Regions from separate parts of the Mus musculus genome. Here region 2 is linked to region 1. Evidence: chromatin contacts called from public HiChIP or PLAC-seq data. All regions are on one chromosome and are shown on one strand. The core of a region is the stretch at or near the end of the contact, and the rest is flanking DNA. Distances in the headings are between cores, read along the strand shown.

Region 1 (6,494 bases), core at 1,097-3,596:
ATCACTTAATTGCATAGACTCTGCTCAGTTTATAAATTATCACCATGTACTTAAAAATCTTTTAAGGATTTGTTGTTGTTTTTGTTCTTAGGAAGTAGTATGGTCTAATATCCCCCTATTCTCTCTATAGAGCAGGAAAAACAAAAACAAAACACAAATAAACTGATTTTCAAATTTTGCTAAAATAATATTGATCTTCCTTTAGTGTTCTACTATACCTTCCTCTCTGCACTCCACTTGGAATAAAAACACTTTTTTAAAAAATTGGGTCTTTCTTTATGGTAACTTATAGCTTTGTATTATATAACTTGTAAGTTATATAAAAAAAAATATGTTTTTGCCAAATCCATCCTAAAGCCCAGGTGGAGGGTCTAACTGTGAAGTTTTACCTTGCTATATATATGTAATTAAACAGATAGTATGCATTTGAGATCTATAGTAAACATGATTTCTATCCTCCAGGAACTGCACACAGAATGATATCAGGCACATGATAATGTTTACAGCTAGTACTCTTGAAGAAAACAGTTTTGTTATGGATATTTGTATGAAAGTTCAAGGCTCTTAAAGACAACTTGGAAGTCAAGTTTTAAGATCTGCTGTTTAGATTACAAGTTTTAACAATAAAAATCATACACAGTGGCACAAACCTGCTACTTAGCTGAGGAGACTGAGGCCAGAGAATTGCAACTTCCATCTAGGGTTACATAGCAAGGATCTTTCAGGGAAAAAGGAAGAAGGGGAAGAGAAGTGGGAGGAGGAGGAAAAGAAGTGGGGGGAGGAGGAGGAGGAAGAAGGAGAAGATGGACTAGAAATAGAAAATGGAAAGAAAAAGAGCACAGAAAGACAGAAGTTAGCAGTGGGCCTTACAGTGTTGACTGGGAGAGGCAACTTCCGAGTATTCAGAGTGTCTTAGTAAAATTAAACATATGCAAAATAAGTGAATGGAAATTCATAAACTGAGCTGTAGCATGGCTGCATTGTGATTGTTAATTCACCTTGGGAAATGGACCAACAGTTCTTAAATCTTCACCCATGAAATACAAAACAAGATCTGTCACTATACTTCATTACATGCTGTAATAAAATGTAATCCTTATACACATTTGGTGATACTGATAGTGTGTTGGAAATAATAACCTGATAAGGAAATACTTCTAGGAAGAGTATTAAAATAGTGTTTATTTGGGGTTTCTATTGCTGTGATAAAACACTACTATCAAAAGCAACTCAGGCAGGAAAGGGTTTATTAGGCTTACAGTTCTGCATCACTGTTCATCACTGAAGGAGGTGAGGAATAGGAAATCAATCAGGGAAGGAACCTGGAGGCAGGAGCTGGTTGCAAAGGCCATGGAAAGGTGCTGCTTACAGACTTGCTCTATGTTGACCCTCCCCCCAGCCTGTTTTCCTGTAGAACACAGGCCCACCAGCCCAGGAACCGCACCACCTACAATGTGCAGGACCCTTCCCTCATAAGGCACTAATTAAGAAATCCTCTACTGATTTGTCTACAGATTCATTTTATGGAGGAATTTTTTCAAATGAGGTTCCTCCTGTATGATGGCTCTAGTTTGTGTCAAGTTGGAATAAAACTATCCAGCACAAATAGTAACAGGTAAAAATATTTATGTAGTACTTCTTTGAAACAATCTCTTCTAATGTAGTACCCAAGCAAACAAACTGTGGGCACCATTATCAGACAAGTTTTATAAGTATAAAGGGGGAACAGGAAAATGACCAGTTCCAATATCTCTGAATTCATTACTTTGAACGAGAGCATACACTGTGTAGGGGTGGCAAAATAGAATACAAGCATCATGCAGTTTTCCCGCTCTAATAAAAAATATAGCAATCCAAACCAGCAATGAATGGATTCCAGACAGGGAATAGCCAAGTGCATCTATATGACTAGGCAAAGGGGCTTGACCTATGTTGACAAGTAGAATTTTAATAAATTCTACTTATACCGATTCTATTTCAATTTCTATTAAAAAAATTCTCTTGTAATTTATTTTTAAAAGTATCTTTCACATTTGAATTTTTAGGTTTTAAGAAACAATAATCACATGGTCTTTTGGCACCTGTTGAATTTTTTAAAAAGATGTTTTAAACCTAAATACTTTACAGGGGTATTTGTTTTAATCCTCCAGGTACTGGTCCATAAAAATGTAACTCCTTGCTAAAATCCTTATAGAACAATATAACATATAATAAAAGCAGTATACTCAAATCTGGGGAAACCTGAGAGACTCCATGTCTGCATGTGCCCTATACAGTACTCCAGAGTCACCGCCCTGAAATGGGCTGAGCAAAAGAAGCCTTTGGTCCCCGCCCACTTGAAGTTCTCAACCAGGTCCGATAAGAGCCTATAATAACACAGCGAATTCTTAGTTCACCAGCTTCCTACTGAAAGCTTGTAAGAATTTAACTATGTCTGGTCGCGGCAAGGGAGGAAAAGGCCTGGGCAAAGGTGGCGCTAAGCGCCATCGCAAAGTGCTGCGCGACAACATCCAGGGCATCACCAAGCCCGCCATCCGCCGCCTGGCCCGGCGCGGGGGAGTGAAGCGCATCTCCGGCCTCATCTACGAGGAGACCCGCGGTGTGCTGAAGGTGTTCCTGGAGAACGTGATCCGCGACGCCGTCACCTACACGGAGCACGCCAAGCGCAAGACCGTCACCGCCATGGACGTGGTCTACGCGCTCAAGCGCCAGGGCCGCACCCTCTACGGATTCGGGGGTTAAGGGACTAAAGCGATTTTCTTAACTGTTACAAAAGGTCCTTTTCAGGACCACTCACTGAATTCCTTAAAAAGCTGTGCATTTTGCTCCCTCACCCTTCCCCCACACTGGCAGCGGCCCTCACTAATAGCTTCAGCTTTAACTCAGGCTGTGGATAGTCAGCATAGTTGAGATTCCCCACCCCCACCCCTCCAGGCTGAATTTGTGCACAAAGTACAGCCTCACCTTGTACAAATTGTTAAAAGTAGGACACTTCAAGGCTCTTTTCTCAGGATTGGTTCAAGGACGGTTAAACAGTCTTGAAAACCTGGAATTTTGGGGAAAGGTGTTAGAACCTCTAGGTTCAACGACTCATTACCACCGCCTGAAAATAACCTTGGGTAGGTGAACAAAGGTAACCATCCAGATGAGAATTTACTAAAGAAACAGGCTCATCGGGTCCTGGAGGTAAAAACAATTGAGTAAAGAGTGAAGCTTTGATACACATGATGTTTTCTTGACCAGCCCTTTCAAACAGTTCATTAAAACAAATATTGACATAAAATCTACATCGTATTAATTACTACAGGTAATGCCAGGATAATATAAAATGTAAGGATGTGTAATACAGGTTATTTTGTATATACCACTGACACCATGTACAGGGCTTCAACATTTTCATATAGTGGTATGGGTCTTTAATTCTGTTCCCATGAATTTTGACAGTCGACTAAATAGTGAAACTAAATGAGATTAATGGCATAAAACACAATGTAGTGTAACATTTGTAGCGTGAAGAAACAAACTGATTTACATCCAAAACGAAGTTTTAGCCAACACACTACACACTGACCAACAGCTGTCATCCCAGTACTCCAGAAATGGATGCAGAAGTCAGCATATGTTCTGTGCCATTCAGAGACTCAGAAATGATAGTATATGCCAGTATGTGTTATATACTCTTAGTTCTTGGACCCTTTCATCAGCCCTAGAACTGCATCTTGTTAACAATGGAACACTAAAAAAAATACACAATTGTTGTTAATAGCACAGGGTAGAACTATTCAGGCATTTGTGATTAACTCTCTTTTCTGTAGCCTCTTTGTTAAAACACTTTTCTTCCTGCTATAACGCATAGGTACTGTAAAATAGTTTATGTTCAAATATAACTCCATGGCCTGCTTGAGATGCTAGAACCAACCATCTTGCTGCAGTGTCAAAATCTATAACAGTGTCTGCTTCTTGCCACTCAACATCCCAGCAGAATTAGAATTTTGCTCAAGTAATTCTGAGTTACCATACTAGTCACAATAAATAGTGCTGCCTTAAAAAACACAGTTCTCATTTCAAATAGAATTAAGAGATGTTTTACTTGAGAGCTAAATATGAATGCTCATGGCCTAGGAACACAAATTCAGATTCTTCCAAGTACTGTAGTTTGCTTTGGGAGTGTTCCATGACATTTTACTAGTTATACTTGACTTTTTTTAATATTATTGTTTTAGATGGTTTGCCTACATGTATTTCTGTGCCTCTTTTATGATTGGTACTCAGAGACCAGCAGTGGGAACTGGGACTCCTGGGACTGCAGTTACAAGAGATTTTGAGACACCATGTGGGTGCGGGTGCGGGTGCGGGTGCTAGGAATCAAATGTAGGTCCTCTGGAAGAGCAGCCAGTGCTCTTAACCACCGAACCATCTGTTCACTCTTCTTTTATCTTTTAAATTTTACATTTAAAAAATTATTTTGTGATCTTGTGTGTGTGTTAGTGTACACATACGAAAGCATACGTGTGGGTATCAGAGGATAACTTAGGAAAATTGAGTCTCTCCTTCTAGCTCCAAGAGCTTAAATTCAGGTCTTCAAGCTTGGCAGCAACTTTATCAGATAAATCATGTCACTGAGTTCTTTTGTCTTGGTATATAAATCATGTTAGCCTGGAACTTACTATGTAGCCCAGTCTCATCTTAAATTCATGACCTATATGAAGGGTTTTTAAAGTGAATATACATCATGAATCATTTTATGCACATCCCCAGGCAAAAGCCACACTATGGTGCTGCCATAATTAATTCCTCAATTAGGAATGACAATTGGTAATGTAAGGAAAAGTGAGAGGTTCCTATCCACAGTAGAGGTCCACCAAGGAGATATATATGTTAGGAATATTTTGGAAAAAGGCCAAGCCACCTTAAAGGCCCACGTGATTACTGCGATCCAAGATCTGCATCTACATGACATTTACTGCTCATGAGAATCCATTGTTTTCTGCTGGCCTCAGGGAGCGGCTGGCACATTACCTAATAGCAAAGAAATACCTCCCAAAGGAATTTAGAGGAGGGATAAAATGATCAATCACCATCAAGAGAGATCACATTTTCTTGTTCTTCTGTCTGCTCTCCTCCTGAAACTTTCCAGGATGTATTATCCATGAATTATATGCATTAGTTTAAGATGAAGCTATGCTGAATAGTTCATTTTTCTACCAGAAATTCACGGTTGGAAAACAGGAATTCCCAAATCAAGGAGAGATACTTAGACCTAGCTAATAGCGACAGGATGAGGTTCAAAACTCTCCTTTTTAAATGATGACTAAAATAAAGACAATCGAAAGAAAAAATACATAGACAACAAAACCACAAGAAGATGAAGATGGAGGAGGAAGGCAAAAAAGTGCCAGCAAGCTGGGTGTGGTGGTAAACAGTAATGCTAGAACTTGGGTGAAGGATCAAGTTGTCTAGGCCATTCATTGCAGGAAAAGTTATTTTCCTATTTTCAGTCACAAAGTGAGCTCACATCCCCTTCACCTGTGCTCTCAAACTGTCACTGCTTCACCCCAAAATTGTAGCAGCTTTCCTCAATCTGCCTACACTGGCCAATCACATTAACAAAAATCAGACTACAGGAAGCTATTCCAAGAACACCCCTGCCTTTACCAACCTTGGCCACGGGGTGAAGCTGTAAAGGGGGTCATGAAATGGAAGCTACTATACTTACACGGCATTAGAGTTCTCAAATACAATGCCATTTATCTTAGTTGTGTAATCACCATGTTAAGACATGAATCCGCTGGGACTCTGCCTGTTCTGAGAAAGAGAAACAAAACAAAACAAAAAACAATTTTTGCCATTGCATTGTTGGCAAAAAGGCCACATCTCAGGGCAAATGGTTGAGAATTATGAGGAATGTTTAGTTCTGCCTTACATGGACTTTACTTGAACCCCGCCCGGACTTACAGACGTTTTTAATGTGGTTAGATGAGAACCATGCTTAACTGCTTTCCTATCCCTCACTCAGGCTTTCCTCAAGGAACAGAGTTTAGCTGCGCACACTTAATAAGGCAGTATTTCTTTTCCAAGAAAATGGTGCAAACTTGACCTTACAATTCTCCAAAGGCACTCAAGGTTTATTTACTCAATTTCTCTATATTCTGAGATGCCCAAGCTGTTAGGTGGTTCAGTATTACAGCGCTTTTTCAGGGAATGTGGGCGGCCCTGAGAAGGGCCTTTGGTTAGAAAATACAAATTAAAAAAGTCTTAGCCGCCGAATCCGTAGAGGGTGCGGCCCTGGCGCTTGAGCGCGTAGACCACGTCCATGGCGGTGACGGTCTTGCGCTTGGCGTGCTCCGTGTAGGTGACGGCGTCGCGGATCACGTTCTCCAGGAACACCTTCAGCACACCGCGGGTCTCCTCGTAGATGAGGCCGGAGATGCGCTTCACTCCCCCGCGCCGGGCCAGGCGGCGGATGGCGGGCTTGGTGATGCCCTGGATGTTAT
Region 2 (6,335 bases), core at 1,525-4,024, 650 kb after region 1:
ATTAACAGAGCAGCCCGTTCCCAGAACTGCCTCAGGACAGACTGATGTAAACACAATTGCCTGGTGTGTATCTTCCCAGGTATAATCTGGGAAAGCAAGGCAGAAGGCCATATCCGGATTCAGAGTACACTGACCAGATTGGGTTCTATAGCTATGTTCTCATATTTAACAAGAATGAACCTCTCTTATACAGTAAATGTAAATGCTTGTCACAGGAGGCACAAAATCATGTTCAAGGACAATCCAGGGGACAAAATGCACCTGAGGTAAAAGGCCATCTCCCTTTTTTCCTGGAGCTTTTCTCACAGTCCCCCAAGGCATTGTTTATCATGGGTCCCTTCGATGTTTGATCTGACAGTAGGCAGGGTGCGGGGTTGGGAATATGTACACTACACATAGTGTATAGGTGCCCAAAGAGGCCAGAAAAAGGGGTACAATCACCTGGAGTTACAGCCATTGTGAGCTACCAGAGGTGAGAGCTGGGAACAAAACTCAGGTCATCTGGAAGAGCAGGAGTCACATCTAACTGTCACATCTAACTGTTGAAAGGTCTCTCTAGTTGGCAACTAAAAAAAATCTTTACTTTTCTTTCAGCAACAAACTTAAATTATCATATTTCCAAAACTATGCTCACATAGCTAAGAATGGTAGCTTTGATCCCAAACAGGTAAATCTCTAAGGAACAGTCAGTGATACCTAGAGAGACCCTGTCTCAATAAAACCAGAAATAAAAATTTATATATAAAATATAAAATAGAAATAAATTGGAAAATTGTATAAACACACATATATTTAAATCATGTGAATTAAAGGGCATTTGTGCTAAATTTACACTTTAGTGGGTGCTGATTTATCTATAAGCTAATTTGGAACTATACAAACAATATGCAATCATAAGCACACAGGCAGATATGATATACGATACGTACCTGTACACATACATAAGAATAGTCAAAGCCCCAAGATTTCATAGCTTCACTTAGAATCATCATTTGCTAATTTTCAGAAAGTTAAACCCGTGGCGATGTGACTGCTTCCTTCAGGGACCTAGGCAATCAATCTTTAATCGCAAATGTATTCCTTCAAACATAGGTCTTTTTGCAAAAGAAAATAATAGTATGTACATCTAAAATATCAGAGCATAATGTAAATATCATTGAGAAGGCTTTAAAAGTCCAATGTGGCAAAAAAAAAAAAAAAAAAAAAACAAAACCCAAAATCTGGGGCATGTTCTAGATACTTCAGTGAGTTTCTTTTGCAGTTAGATAGTACTGGGATTAAAGGCGTGTACTGTTGCGGCCAACCAGCAGCTCGAAACGAACGGTTCAACTGAGATGGCAGCTCGGGCTGAAAGAGAGGAACTAGACGGACAGAAGAAAGAACGGAGCCAAGTCAAAAGCAACTCTGATCAAAGCTCAATTTTACTAAATCAGCACGCAGTTATGTAGGAGAGGAAGGGGGGGCCGATTCCCGCCAAATAGTCTGGGGGACCAGTAGCAGGGTGACCACGTGGATGGCTCCAAACAGCAAAGCGGCAGGTTCCAGCAGTGGGCGTGGCAGAACGATTGAGCAGGCAAGCTCCATCCAGGTGTAAACAGAGGAACCCTAAAGCTGGGGGAGGGGAGGCTACAGTGTACCACCAAGGTGTCTCATGCAATTAATTTTTGAAATGGTCGGTTAAATGTCAAAGGTCCTATTTTGGTAGCAGTGGCACAGCTAAGTGACAGAACCCCTATGATCCTGTTGCTGTCTGTGTGGGTAGCAAGAAGCGAGTGGACATTGACTGCTGCCTGACTGTCCTGGTGCTGGCCCTGCCACACTCCTGGTGGCCCTGGGCACAGAACTCTGTTACCTTGCACATCAGGTGTGCTGTCTTCTCACTGCAAAGCTCAGGGTGGCCATGAACAGATGACAACAGAAAATGTTATTGTAATAGTGGGTGGGAAGCAGCAACGTTGTACAGCAGTCACTGGAAGATGCTTACATAGTCTGCCCGAAGTTGGGACACATTGAAAAGCAAGTTGAGTTTACTGCTCAGAGAGTGTGAATGCTTCCAGTGAATGCTCCTCTGCTGGGAGAAGTAACTGTAGTTAATGAAGTGTTTGCAGAGCATCTGTTATGTCAGATGATCAAGATGATGCCATGAGGCCCTTGACTCATTGCTGAAGGGAGCACGTGTAAAATCCATTGGGGAGTTTCTATGCTACCCTCAAATATATGGGGTGAAGTAACTTGCTCCAGCATGCTTGCCTTCAAATAGTAGTGGATAGACAGGCTAAATGATCTTTATCATTCCCCTCTCTTTCTCCCCCTCCTCCTCTTCCTCCCCCCTCTCTTTCCCTCCTCCTCTCCCCCTCCCCATCCCTGTTCCTCCCCCTCCCTCCCTTCCTCCCTTCCTCCCCTCCTCTCTCTCTCTCTCTCTCTCTCTCTCTGTGTGTATGTGTGTGTGTATGTGTGTGTGTGTGTGTGTGTGTGTGTGTGTGTAACCTCCTCTCAATAGTATTGCTAGGAAAAAAAAACAGCTTCTGTAATGAGAATTCTGGTTTCTTTAAAGACTCAGTTATGCTATGTGAATATGTTTTTGTTTTAATCCCAGGTGTGGAATAAGAGGCTGTGTCACAGCAGGTGATTATGACTTTCCTCTTGCACTACCAGGGGCATGATTCTTGCCAGTTGCAGATAGTTAAATTCTGAGGACTCTGGAGAAGGTATAAACAGAAGAGCCCCAAGGGCCTGTGGTGGCTGCTGCTTCCTGCTGTTGCTTTTAATAGATTGCTGGTTTACCATTGTTGGGTTTCTGGACATTGATATTCTGACAAGGAAGATCTCTGTCTTGCCCCTAGAGACCAGATGCCTCTAATTAGCAGGAAGCAGCCTAAGGAGATCCATGCCTGACCTACCCAGTGCTGTGGGGTTGAAAGGGTTAGAGTGTAATAAGGATTGAAAGAGTGGTAGATAGAAGAATTCAATGAAATAGCAATATATACGTGTGTGTGTGTGTGTGTGTGTGTGTATGTGTGTGTGTGTGTGTGTGTGTGTTGTGCCAACAAACTTCCTAATGGGTGCAGGTAAACATTATGCACTTCTCTTTTGATCATGCCTTAGACTCAGTCTTTGGACCAGGGACTAGGCTTTGTTATTCAGAATTCAAGGTATTATCTACAGTAAAAAGTGCTTCTAAGAATTCTGTATTTTGGGATAGCAATGTTATTATAAGTCTCACATAATTTGGGGTGTTTTGTTTTGTTAGGTTTTTTGCTTTTGTTTGAGAAAGAGCCTTGAATTTATAGAAACCCATATGCCCCTACCTCCTAAGTTCTAGGATTAAAGGCTGCTCCCAACACATATAATATTGTAACTTGTCTATGTCTACCCCTGGGTTTATGTCAAAAGACTTAACAATCTTCCCATTGAAAATGTCTGGGTTGGGCTGGAGAGATGGCTCAGGGGTTAAGAGCACTGACTGCTCTGCCAGAGGTCCTGAGTTCAATTCCCAGCAACCACATGGTGGCTCACAACCATCTGTAATGGGATCTGATGCCCTCTTCTGGTGTGTCTGAAGACAGTGACAGTGTACTCATATAAATAAATCTTTTTTTAAAAAAAAGAAAATGTCTGGGAGTGGAATAAATTGTATGCTATACAGTGTGATATGAAGGACTACTGCCTTAAGCTCACAATATGTTGCACTGGCTGCTGCTCTTTTATGCAAAGCAAGAGGCTTGCAGAACAAGAAGAAACAAAATATACATCTTCTCCATTAAAAAAAAAAATCATGAAAGTTACAGGTTAAGTATAGCTCTCCTGCCTAATCAGAGTAGCTTCTTTTTAGTAGCAGATGGAGACTATTATGGAGATCTGCAAGTTGGTCAAAAGGCAAAGAATAAATGGTACTAAGATGCCCATCCCAATCTGTGCATCTACAATGCAAACCTGATAACTACGGCTTAGAGAACATCATGGAAGGAGCAGGCAGAAAGATTGCAAGAGCCAGAGGTCCAGGACACTTGCAGCAAGATCTCCTTGACAAGATCGAGAAGTGGTATCTATGAAATCTTATCAATATGGTTGTCTAATGAAGACTTGCATAAGGACAGCACCAGGTGACATGCTAGCACAGATATGGAATTTCCCAGGGCTCCACCCCTAGGAGAAGAACTACAGGCAATAGTGGCTGCAGAGAGCAGAAGAATTTATCTCTCCAGGGATGATCTCCCTGATAGGTTTTCTAATCTGAAGTGGTCAGCCCTAAATACGTGTATATATTGGGTGTATAATCTATATCTGTCTATGTAACAATAATAAACAAGGATCATGAATTTGGGAGGGAGTAAGGAGAAGTAAGGGAGAACTTGGAGGGGGCAGAAGGAGAGGTAGAAATAATGTAAATATAGTACTCATGTATAAAATTCTTTAAAAAGCAAAACATCTAAATTTAAAAAATCATATTTTGATAACAGATTTAAGTGAGTCCTTTTGCGGGCAACCAGAACGGAGAATTTGTTCACTCTCTTAGACCTCGTCTGAAGCTTTTTCTTGATAGGTCTCTATGATTACCCTCTCCTCCCAGATACAAACTCTCTCTAACCACACCAACCTGTGAGGAGGTTTTCCAGCCCCAAGACTTTAAGGTTAAGATGCAATTTTTACACTTTTAGTTAGCCACGGCATGCCATTCTAATCTACCCAGTCCTTAGGTACTCTGTCATCAGTCTTGTTCACCAACTCTGTCCAGCACTGTCCATCAGTCTAGGGGAGATTTCTTAGTAGAAGGCTTGGAACATCTTCAAAAATCCATCTAGAAACCCAGTGGCAGGCCCCAAGAAGCATTCTCCCTTGGGATAAGTTTCTGGTACTACAGGAGCTCCTGGAGAGACTATGTTTTTATCTGGAGTTGGGTAGCAGAAGCCCAGAGTTAACAAGCAGAACATCCTATGGGAGATGTTGCATGTAGCTTTTCACTACCCCACCTAAGCTCTGGAATTGGGTCATGTCACCAGCCCCCTCCCAGCTCCCCTTGAATCTACGGATAACACACACACACACACACACACACACACACACACACACAAGCACACACATATACAGAGTTGTTTATTTTCAACAACTGAACAACTGTTGGCAATTGCTGGGTACTACTACCTCCCACCTAGAAAATCATACCTTTAATAATATCTTTATCTCTGCTCCTCTCACCTTTCCTAAACTTCAGGCCCACAGTCAGTAAGCAGATGAGACATGAATGACAGAGCTCAGCTCAGTTTCTTTTTTTATTTTATTTTATTTTATCTTATCTTATTATTTTATTTAAATTTTTTTATTACATATTTTCCTCAATTACATTTCCAATGCTATCCCAAAAGTCCCCCATCAGTTCAGTTTCTTATTGGTTTCTTTTTATTCACCCTGGGACCCAAATCATAGGGCATATTCAGGGTATCTTCCCTTCTTAGTTAAATCACATGTCCAAAGGCAAATCTGGTCGCATTGATATTGAATATCTATCCAGAAGAGCTTTAGACTTGTGATTTTACGGACTAGATATATAGACCAAATAGAAATCCCTGGGTACTAAAGGGATACTCATAAGATATGTGACCCTGAGAAGCTTGAAGGGTACATTAAAGCTAAGCATGTTGATGGCCACCAGAAGACCCTTCTGGGTTTGGAAGATGGGATAGTTTGAATATGCTTGGCCCATGGGAAGTGGCACTTAAGAAATGAGTTAGTACAAACTGAGAGGCTGCTGCCATACAATGACAGTCTGAATTGAAATCAGTTTCCTTTGCCATACTATGATGACAAGCACTGTTCCTTTTGTTGGCAAGAGAAGTAGGGACTGCTGGATGCTTGTGGATGGGAAGGCCCTGAACATAGCTAGCAAATAAGATTGGAGCTGTGAAACTGCGAGAGCTGCTCAGACATCTTGTTCATGACAGATACCAACTCAGAGTAGAAATTTGCTAATGTAGGGGAGAAATAAAAATTCAGACTGTGCAAGGAAAACCAAAACAGGAGACATTGCTGAATGTAGTTCCTTCTTACCAAAGAATACATGGCACAAACCACATGTCCAACAGTAAGTAGAAATCTCTTGCTCACTGCAGCAGTGACTTAACAGATAGAATGATCAGTCAAAACACTGGCTGTCTAAAATGGACAGAGGCATGGAAAGGACCACCTGGGTATTCTTCTGTTCCCTGGTAAACCTGGGAAGAGGGTCCAGAACAGAACGCTTATATGACAAGTGACAGATTTTCCTTCCTCTCTCTATCCTCTTTCTCTCTTCCTTCCTTCCTTCCCCTCTCTTCCCTTTCTTCTGCTCATTGTCTCAA

The links. HiChIP or PLAC-seq counts read pairs in DNA pulled down with a chosen protein or histone mark.
Region 2: an H3K4me3 HiChIP or PLAC-seq map of the 230-238 cell line shows a contact between it and region 1, with 3 times the contacts expected there. The contact joins the enhancer-like site here to the promoter of H4c2 in region 1. A contact is called at or near these places in 5 of 39 promoter capture datasets (the C10 cell line, cranial neural crest, hippocampal neurons and 1 more), 4 of 484 Hi-C or Micro-C datasets (CD4 T cells, CD8 T cells, large pre-B cells and 1 more) and 4 of 115 datasets of contacts at active chromatin or transcription factors (the 230-238 cell line, bone marrow-derived macrophages, large pre-B cells and 1 more).

Annotation. Positions count from the first base shown.
Region 1 is chr13:23,754,591-23,761,084 of GRCm38.p6, forward strand. It overlaps H4c2 (H4 clustered histone 2), which reads left to right and starts at 2,347. Exons shown (of 1, transcript NM_178193.2): 1 at 2,347-2,796. The coding sequence starts at 2,431. The coding sequence ends at 2,742. It overlaps H4c1 (H4 clustered histone 1), which reads right to left. Exons shown (of 1, transcript NM_178192.2): 1 at 6,205-6,494. The coding sequence ends at 6,256.
Region 2 is chr13:24,400,482-24,406,816 of GRCm38.p6, forward strand. The region is part of intron 2 of Cmah (cytidine monophospho-N-acetylneuraminic acid hydroxylase); the gene reads left to right. Among named protein-coding and RNA genes, the nearest start is that of Gm11342, 28 kb to the left of the region's middle. Within about 2 kb of position 2,775, at least 35 of the 459 cell types and tissues checked have an H3K27ac peak or open chromatin away from gene starts, as enhancers often do. A contact at or near this core is called in the 230-238 cell line, CD8 T cells, bone marrow-derived macrophages and 2 more, where this site is marked.